Linked DNA regions of Anas platyrhynchos: region 1 is linked to region 2. The links are chromatin contacts, called in public Hi-C maps. All regions are on one chromosome and are shown on one strand. The core of a region is the stretch at or near the end of the contact, and the rest is flanking DNA. Distances in the headings are between cores, read along the strand shown. Region 1 has its middle 7.9 kb from the start of TRNAI-UAU. Region 2 has its middle 300 kb from the start of TRNAM-CAU.

Region 1 (3,963 bases), core at 1,229-3,728, 350 kb before region 2:
GCCCAGTACTGCAGAGCTCACTTGCTGGGGCTTGTGGCTGCTCTGAGGCAAGTGTGAAACTGATGGCTTGCACACAGCTGTGTGTGTAAATTGGCTGTGTGTGGTGGTATGGGTGGCTTCACTTTTCAAGAATGTAAAGCTCAAAAGTTTTGTGAGATGTCAGATATAAAAATCCTCTTAAATGGTGTTTGGACACCTCAGCATTCTCCTGCGGTTTTCTGAATGCACTCTATCTGTAGCCTGTCATCTAAATGCCTCCAAAAGTGAAGATAAAACTGTCAAGGAATGGAGATTGGTGACTGTTTTTGAGATGTAGTATTAAAGAAACAGATACATTTTCACTATGTCAGTGAACTTGCCTCATGCTGTATAAGAGGATAAATTTTGGCCCTAAGTAATGGGAAGCTTATGTCTGGCTGCAAGGAAACCAGGAATTTCATGGGGCTTTCAAGTATGACCCACTGCATTATTCAGTATGTGTGATTTTTGGCATGATGGAGCAGTAAATACTGGTTGAAAACAGAAGCAGAAATTATAGGGTAAATAATTCTGGCCAAAGAGAGGCCTCTGCTTATGCATGTGTAGTAAAGAAAATGGAAGCAGAACCACAAAATAAAATTGCTGTGAAGAAGATCAGCAGTTTGGAACATCTGAGTTTACCGTTTGCTGCTAAAACTGAGTATGATCCTCTGAGGTGACACCTGAAATCAGGAGGGTGCAATCACCTTCTCTGAGTGCAGGCTGACCAGTACATCACGTGAAGACTGCTGCACTTTGCAGGCATCATTTGAGGGGGGACTTCCTGTGCTGCAGCTACTGGGTTGGAGGGTATAGTGCTCCTTTGGTAGATGATCTAACAAATGTCTGTGATCTGACTTCTAAAAATCTTCATATCTATGGAAAGAGATGGCCATTGGGCTAGATACATTACACTCTGTACGAAGAGAACGTCTTTATGCTAAATGTTTTTCTCATCTATCATGTTTTATTTAGTATTTAAGTAGCACTGTCCTATGTCAGTAACCAGAGCCATCTATCTAATCTCCTTCATACATAGAGAGCTGCATATGATTTGATATGATGGTGCTTTCCGTTTAGGCAAAAAAGAGCTAAAGTAGTGCTGATAGAAGTGTTTGAGCAGTGTGGTTTAAGTTTGCTGCTTTTGGAATGAGAGAGATCTTCAGAAATCTGCAGGACCCTTGCGCAAGTGAGGTGCAAATTAAGGCAAATAGCAGAAAGAACTGTTAACACAGTAATTTCTCTAGCTTAGGCATGTTTTAGTTGCTCTTGGAGCTTAGACTGCCTTGGCTAAATGTGTACCAGTGTTTCCACATTGGGGAGGGTTATCACTGGGGCATGACATCTGGGGAGCCATGGGTTGAGGAGAACAGCTAGTGGTGCTGATCAGACGTGACCCATGGTGAGCTGCTGCTTCAAGATTGCTTCCTTGCACAGCATGATAATTGGAAGACTGTAGTTCCTTGATGTCTCCTATGAATTCTGGTTTGAAATACAAATCTTGACTGTATTTAATTTTTACATGGAATATTTCTACTTATTAAGTTGCTTATTTTCTCTGGAAGCTAATCCTTTGGATAATAGGGTGAAAATTCCTGTAGCTTACTCCACTAAATGACTGCTGGACAAGGAAAGAAAAGAGGGTTTAAGGGTCAATTTGGAAAGTAACATAGACCAGAAGTTTCCAATAACAGTTGTGGTTTGGATACAGTTGAAAAAAGAACAGCACATCTAAATTCAATTGTACTTGCATTGGCTGAGTAATAATCTTAGAGTAGATGTGAACAATACGCGTTGGAGACTAACAAGCCATATCCTGAAAGAAAATGATAACTGATGCAGACAAACTGGGAGAAAAACTGGTAGTGATTACAAGCGATGAAAGTGCTGGTCCTGGCTGTCCTACTCAATAAATAATCTTGAAGGGGTATTAGCAGTGTTAGTAGTAGCAACATTTAACCATCTGGCTCGGCTTCTGTGGGATGTTTTCTTAAAAATAAATAAATAAATACCAGTTAGTGGAACTGCGTCTATTGAAATTGTAGGCAAACTTGGCACCATATTGCTGTGTTGGCAGTTCCTTGTGCGCTGTGTGTCCCGTGCTTGATTTGCCTGTGATCATTTGACTTGATAGGGCAGACGTTTCTGTGATGTTCATGGACCATTAGTGGTCTAAGAAGTCCTAGTAAATGCTTGTTCAAGTTACCATGCATTGGTCTAACTGTGCTGGTGGTCTGCAATAAACCTGGAGGTGGCTTCAGACCTTCAAAGCTTTGTCCTGTAGCATTGGTGGCTGCAACTCCAAACTTATCTTGACTGTTACACGGCAGACAAAAAAAAATGTAGTTTGTCTCTTACATAATCAAATCTCATGTTTTTACTATTTCATTGGCTTAGAATTGTAAACACGAGTGTTGATCTGGCAAAAGTTCCTCTTACATATTTACCATGCAGACGCTTATGGGCGACCCTGAGTACATGAGCCCTTGCTGTAGCTTAGTGTCACTGTTGACTGTATCTCCCACGAGTTCTGCTTGTGCCTTGCTTTACTGATAAACTTTCCATCTTGTTTTTGTCTTTAACAGTCTAGTGCTCATAAAATGATCAATTTGGTGCAAAATGTCAGCTTACTACATGTATTTTTTCATTTGATTTATCTTTTCCTAAAATCTGGCTTTCTTCACCCCATCAGCAGATGGAATTGAGGATAAATGTTTTAATCTCTGAGCAATGCCTTCCCCCCACCCTGCCAGTACCACTAAAACTGCCTTGAAATACACAGTGATAGTATTTCTTGGAATCTGATTCATCCTGTAATCAAACTGACAGGCATCAATGGAGCACTTAGGAGTTTATGCTTGGAATTAAGTCCAGTTGAGTGCTTCTGGAATCTTCTGGTAATTTCCTTTTATCAGTGTAAGTGATGCAGCACGATTCCATCATAATTACTGTGGAGCTGCACCAAATTAGATGATATGATTGAGGCTGATTTTTTTATAAGATTTTTTTTTTTCTTGGAAATTAAAAGATGGTAACAGAGGCAGGCTGTGTAACATTCACCATTTACTGTATTTGTTTGCCATTCTGTATATAGAAGAGACCTATTCCTTCTGCTTAGTATTCCCTGATAGACTGCTTACAGTCTGCTCAAAATGAGTGTCAGGTACTATTCTAATGCAGTGGTGTTATAACGTAATTCTATTCTTCCTTCCGTGCAAGGCATGGGAAAATCAGGCTTGTACTGTTAAGCATCTGTGTCTAGTAAACCCATGCATGACTGGAAGTTGGTGTACAGGCTCACATCCTCCGTTTGTTTACATTGAGAGAAATGGACGTTCATGTTACTTCAGTTAAGTGAAGATATTTCAGATTTGTACTGGTGAAATGGGAGCAAAAATATCTGGCACATGCTTTTAAGTATTGTATGAAGATAAACAATACTGAAGACTTTTTCCAAGAAGTGCCAATCAAACAGAACTGCATGAATTGCAGACAGCTTCATTGGTGATGTTTGTGTGGTACAGACCATGCTGGGAGACAACTCTGTACATGTACCTGAATTCATCTGGCACTGTTCATCTGGGTTGCAGTAAATAAGACACTGCAGTACTTTTAAATAATCAGAGAATATCCCAAGTTGGAAGGGACCCACAAGGGTCATGGAGACCAACTCCTGGGTCCCCAAAGGACCACCCAGAAATCAAACCCTGTGTCTGAAAGCTTTGTCCAAACAGCTCTTGAACTCTGGCAGGCTCAGTGCTGTGACCACTGCTCTGGGGAGCCTGTCCCAGTGCCCGACCCCCTCTGGGTGCAGACCCTTTCCCTAACCCCCAGCCTGACCCTCCCATGTCCCAGCTCCATGCCATTCCCTCGGGTCCTGTCGCTGTCCCCAGAGAGCAGAGCTCAGCGCCTGCCCCTCCACTCCCCTCATGAGGGAGCTGCAGG
Region 2 (3,544 bases), core at 487-2,986:
CTTCTTTGGTAGTTCACTGAAAAAAATGTAAAATTTTCTTCACTGTCTAGATGATTTTAAAATGTAAACATTTTCTAGAAGTATAAATCCTGAAATGCAACTTTATTTGTTCACTGCTTGTAACCAAACTTCATTTTGTGTTCCTATTTCTTTCAAAGATGTAAACAGCAAGTTACCAGACTATCATGAGCCAAAAACAGTGTTTATGTCATTTGTTAACTAGTGAATTCAGATCATCCAGATGTACTGTAGGAAACCTCAGTTTAACCTGGGGTTATATGATAATTATCAGAAAGCTTACTTAAAAATATCCGCCAAATAATCTCATATTTATATTGATTGTTCTCTCTGTCTTTACTTGTCCTTCTTAGGAAAGGAAATGAATCCCACTTTTCCACAAAGGCTATGTAAATTGTAAAAGTAATAATGTCACACATATAACAAACAATATCTTAGGTAACAAGTGTCTTATTTTGTTGCTCATTCTTTATTATACAAAATCTCTGTATTTACCAAGGAGCTCAGGACAGCTCAGAGGAATATATAAAACAGAACAGGGTGCTTGAGGCAGGGGTTTTGATGCTCTGAAGCAGCTTTCCAGTGTATTTAAAACAGTATAAAGAATAGTAACTTTTCCTTAATCCTCTCTCTGAATAAAACAGTGACATTTCAAAGGCTGCGACAGTTTTGAAAACATAATTTAAGCTAAGCCCCTTTAACTTTGCATCATACTAATTCTGTGGCTTCATACATAACCAATGGTCAAAGTGAATAACTGGATCAAGATTTGTCCATGAAGTTTAGCAGGACCCCTGTTTCATACTCTGAACCAAACCAACCCTGAGCATTCTTTTCTCTCATTCATTTCCACTAGGCACTTTTCTGAGAAGCATAGGCAGCACAATGCAGCAACTTTTTTGAGCAGGGCTTTTTTGGGTCCTGGAAAAAATTGTAACAGAACAGATTTATTTAAGGTGCTTTGTTCGTAATGAGGGTCATTCCACCGCATTTTGTATCTGTTATTGTCTTCAGTAAGTTTGTAAGACTGGTAGGGAAAACTGGAGCTGGAATTCAATTTCTTCCAGTGAGGCCACGAAACAACCATTTAGTAAGATGAATACTTTTGCAACAATATAATTGCAACATTTTTCACATATTGGTGTAAATAATTATTCCTACTATCAGAATATCTTACAGCGCTCTCACCCCCTCCCCCCCCAATAATGTTCAAAGATACAGTTTGAGTCAGCCTTATGAGTTGCTAAATTACATTGCTTAATTGTTCTGCACATTGGTTTCAATACTAAACTTTCTCCTTTTGCCCTTTATGACTTCTAATCTCACATGTCAGAGGAAAATGATGACCTCCATCACGAAATCAAAAGAAGCACTGGTGTTACTCGTAATGTGATTAAAGTGTGAGATTAAGAGATCTGGCTAAAACAATGGAGGAGGAAAGCAAGGAAGGGAAATTAAATCAGAATAAGTGAAGGAAACAGTTTTGCACAAATCTTTACAGTGTAGCCAAAGTCTAAGAGCTATTTGCATTCAGTGTATATCAGCTGGGGGTCTGGCACAGGATATTCTGAACCAATGTGTATTAGGGGTTATATCTGAGATCTCTGTTTCTGGACTTCTGCTGCATCTGTTCTGGTATTCTGGGTAGTGACTGTGACACTTGGTACTGTAGCTGCTGATCTCAGACCACAGCCCTGAGTGTGGTTTTAGAATCTGCTTATCAGAGAACTCTGACAAAAACAAGAACTATGGCTCACTGACCCCACTCCTTCACTGCAGCAGACGACAGCATCACTCTAATCCTGTTTATAAATCTAATACTCTTCATCTTAAACCTTAAAAAGCTTCTTGCCTGGACAGTCCTACTAGAAAGCTGTGCTGGAAGCACACTGCCACAGCAGTTGGGAATTTTCTCCTAGTTTCCAGTCACACCGATGGCTGTGCCAAGCTCTTTGCTCTCTGCTTTATCCTAGCACAGATAAAATAATTGAGCACATTGAAGTCCCTCTTGGCCTACATTTTGCTGAGCTAATAAGCCAAGTTTCCCTACTTGTCTCTCGTTAGACAAACTATCCATTGCTCTTATCATTTGAATAGTACTTCTTTGTACATTTTCCAGTCTGAGTTTACCTTTATTAAATGTCAGTGATGACAATTTATATGCACAGCCTCAGGTGAATTAGTACCAGGGCATGGTGCAATAGTTTTAATAATTCCCTTTTCTACCTTGCCTGAAGCCTCCTGAGGTTACATTTGCCTTTTTAAGTGCTGTCTGTGATCAAATAAAAAACTGTGCTCATTTTCCTCCTTTGTTGCGTAAATCATGGTCTCAGGTCATAAGAGAAACTCTGTTTTTCCCTTGTTGATATAACAATGCAACCTACGTGGCTGAATTCTGTTAAAATGGTTCCTGTGCAATACTCTTACCTTCCTCACCATGGGCAGGGTTCCCCAAATCCGTGTGATCATTGAACTTCATTAGATCACTTCAGTTGCTTGTTACTGAGGTCATTAATACAAGTATTAAATACATCTTGTTCCAAGCTAATAGCCTTTTAGGTGATCATCTAATAACCTTCCAAACATTTAGTTGTGTCTCTGGTATGATGAATCAGCATTGAGTTTTTTATAACTGTTGAAATGCTGCTATATTCACCCTTTTCATAATAAACTAATTTCTTCCTTTGGAACCTTCAGGTAGACCAAGACATATTTTTATCAAAGTATGTGACAAGAGTTAGTGTGTCATCTATGTTTGGCACACCTCAAGTGTGTTTTATTCTGTTTTCCTTTCAGTAGTCTTTATCTTAACCTTACTTCTTTTTCTTTTTTTTTTTTTTTCTCAGATGTTATTGAATAACAGCCATGATGGGTTCTGCAGTTGCTCGGATTACTCTTGTCCCACTCTAAAGTACAGGAACTAGGTTTGTTATTCTCTAATCATGTAGTACGAGACAGTCGGCATTTTTGTATGGGGACTGTTTAGTGTTTCTTGACTTAAGTGCATTTAACTCTGGGCCTTTTTTTTCCTTCCTCTACTAACATTTGTATTAATTACCTTTTTCTGTGCTATTGTTAGACATCATTAGAAAATGAGTTGCTCTCAACAGCAACAACAGATCTTTCTGAGTAATTTCCCACATATCATAATTAAAATGTGTTTCATTAGGTTCTTAAGTGCTTTGTTAACTCCAGACAAAGGGGGGATTTTCATAGTCACAGGTAGGATTCAGATAGAAAATCTCTCTCTTTCCACTGCCTTTCACCTTTAGAAAGTCTTTTCATGAAAGTGTATATCATTTCTGACCTATTGTTTCTCAGGAGGCGGAGAGTAATACAAGGAGCCCATACCTGTGACTTTTTTCACACCTGCCAGCTCTTTAACACCTCTGGCCTTTTTCTTCAGGGCTTCAGTAATTAGGGTTGTGTGAAGTTTCACACGTAAAATGCAACTGGATGATTCCAGCAGCTAATCAGGTCAAAGGCTAAATTCCTCTGCTGTGCAACATGTTACTTTTGGCTGAAT

What was found. Hi-C and Micro-C count contacts between places; a contact is called where the count stands out from the background.
Region 1: a Hi-C map of small yellow follicle shows a contact between it and region 2, with 4 times the contacts expected there. The contact joins two enhancer-like sites. A contact is called at or near these places in 2 of 8 Hi-C or Micro-C datasets (small yellow follicle and subcutaneous adipose tissue).

What each region holds. Positions count from the first base shown.
Region 1 is chr3:41,895,421-41,899,383 of IASCAAS_PekinDuck_T2T, reverse strand. No RefSeq gene overlaps it. Among named protein-coding and RNA genes, the nearest start is that of TRNAI-UAU, 7.9 kb to the left of the region's middle. Within about 2 kb of position 2,478, at least 3 of the 8 cell types and tissues checked have an H3K27ac peak or open chromatin away from gene starts, as enhancers often do. A contact at or near this core is called in small yellow follicle, where this site is marked.
Region 2 is chr3:41,540,918-41,544,461 of IASCAAS_PekinDuck_T2T, reverse strand. No RefSeq gene overlaps it. Among named protein-coding and RNA genes, the nearest start is that of TRNAM-CAU, 300 kb to the left of the region's middle. Within about 2 kb of position 1,736, at least 4 of the 8 cell types and tissues checked have an H3K27ac peak or open chromatin away from gene starts, as enhancers often do. A contact at or near this core is called in small yellow follicle, where this site is marked.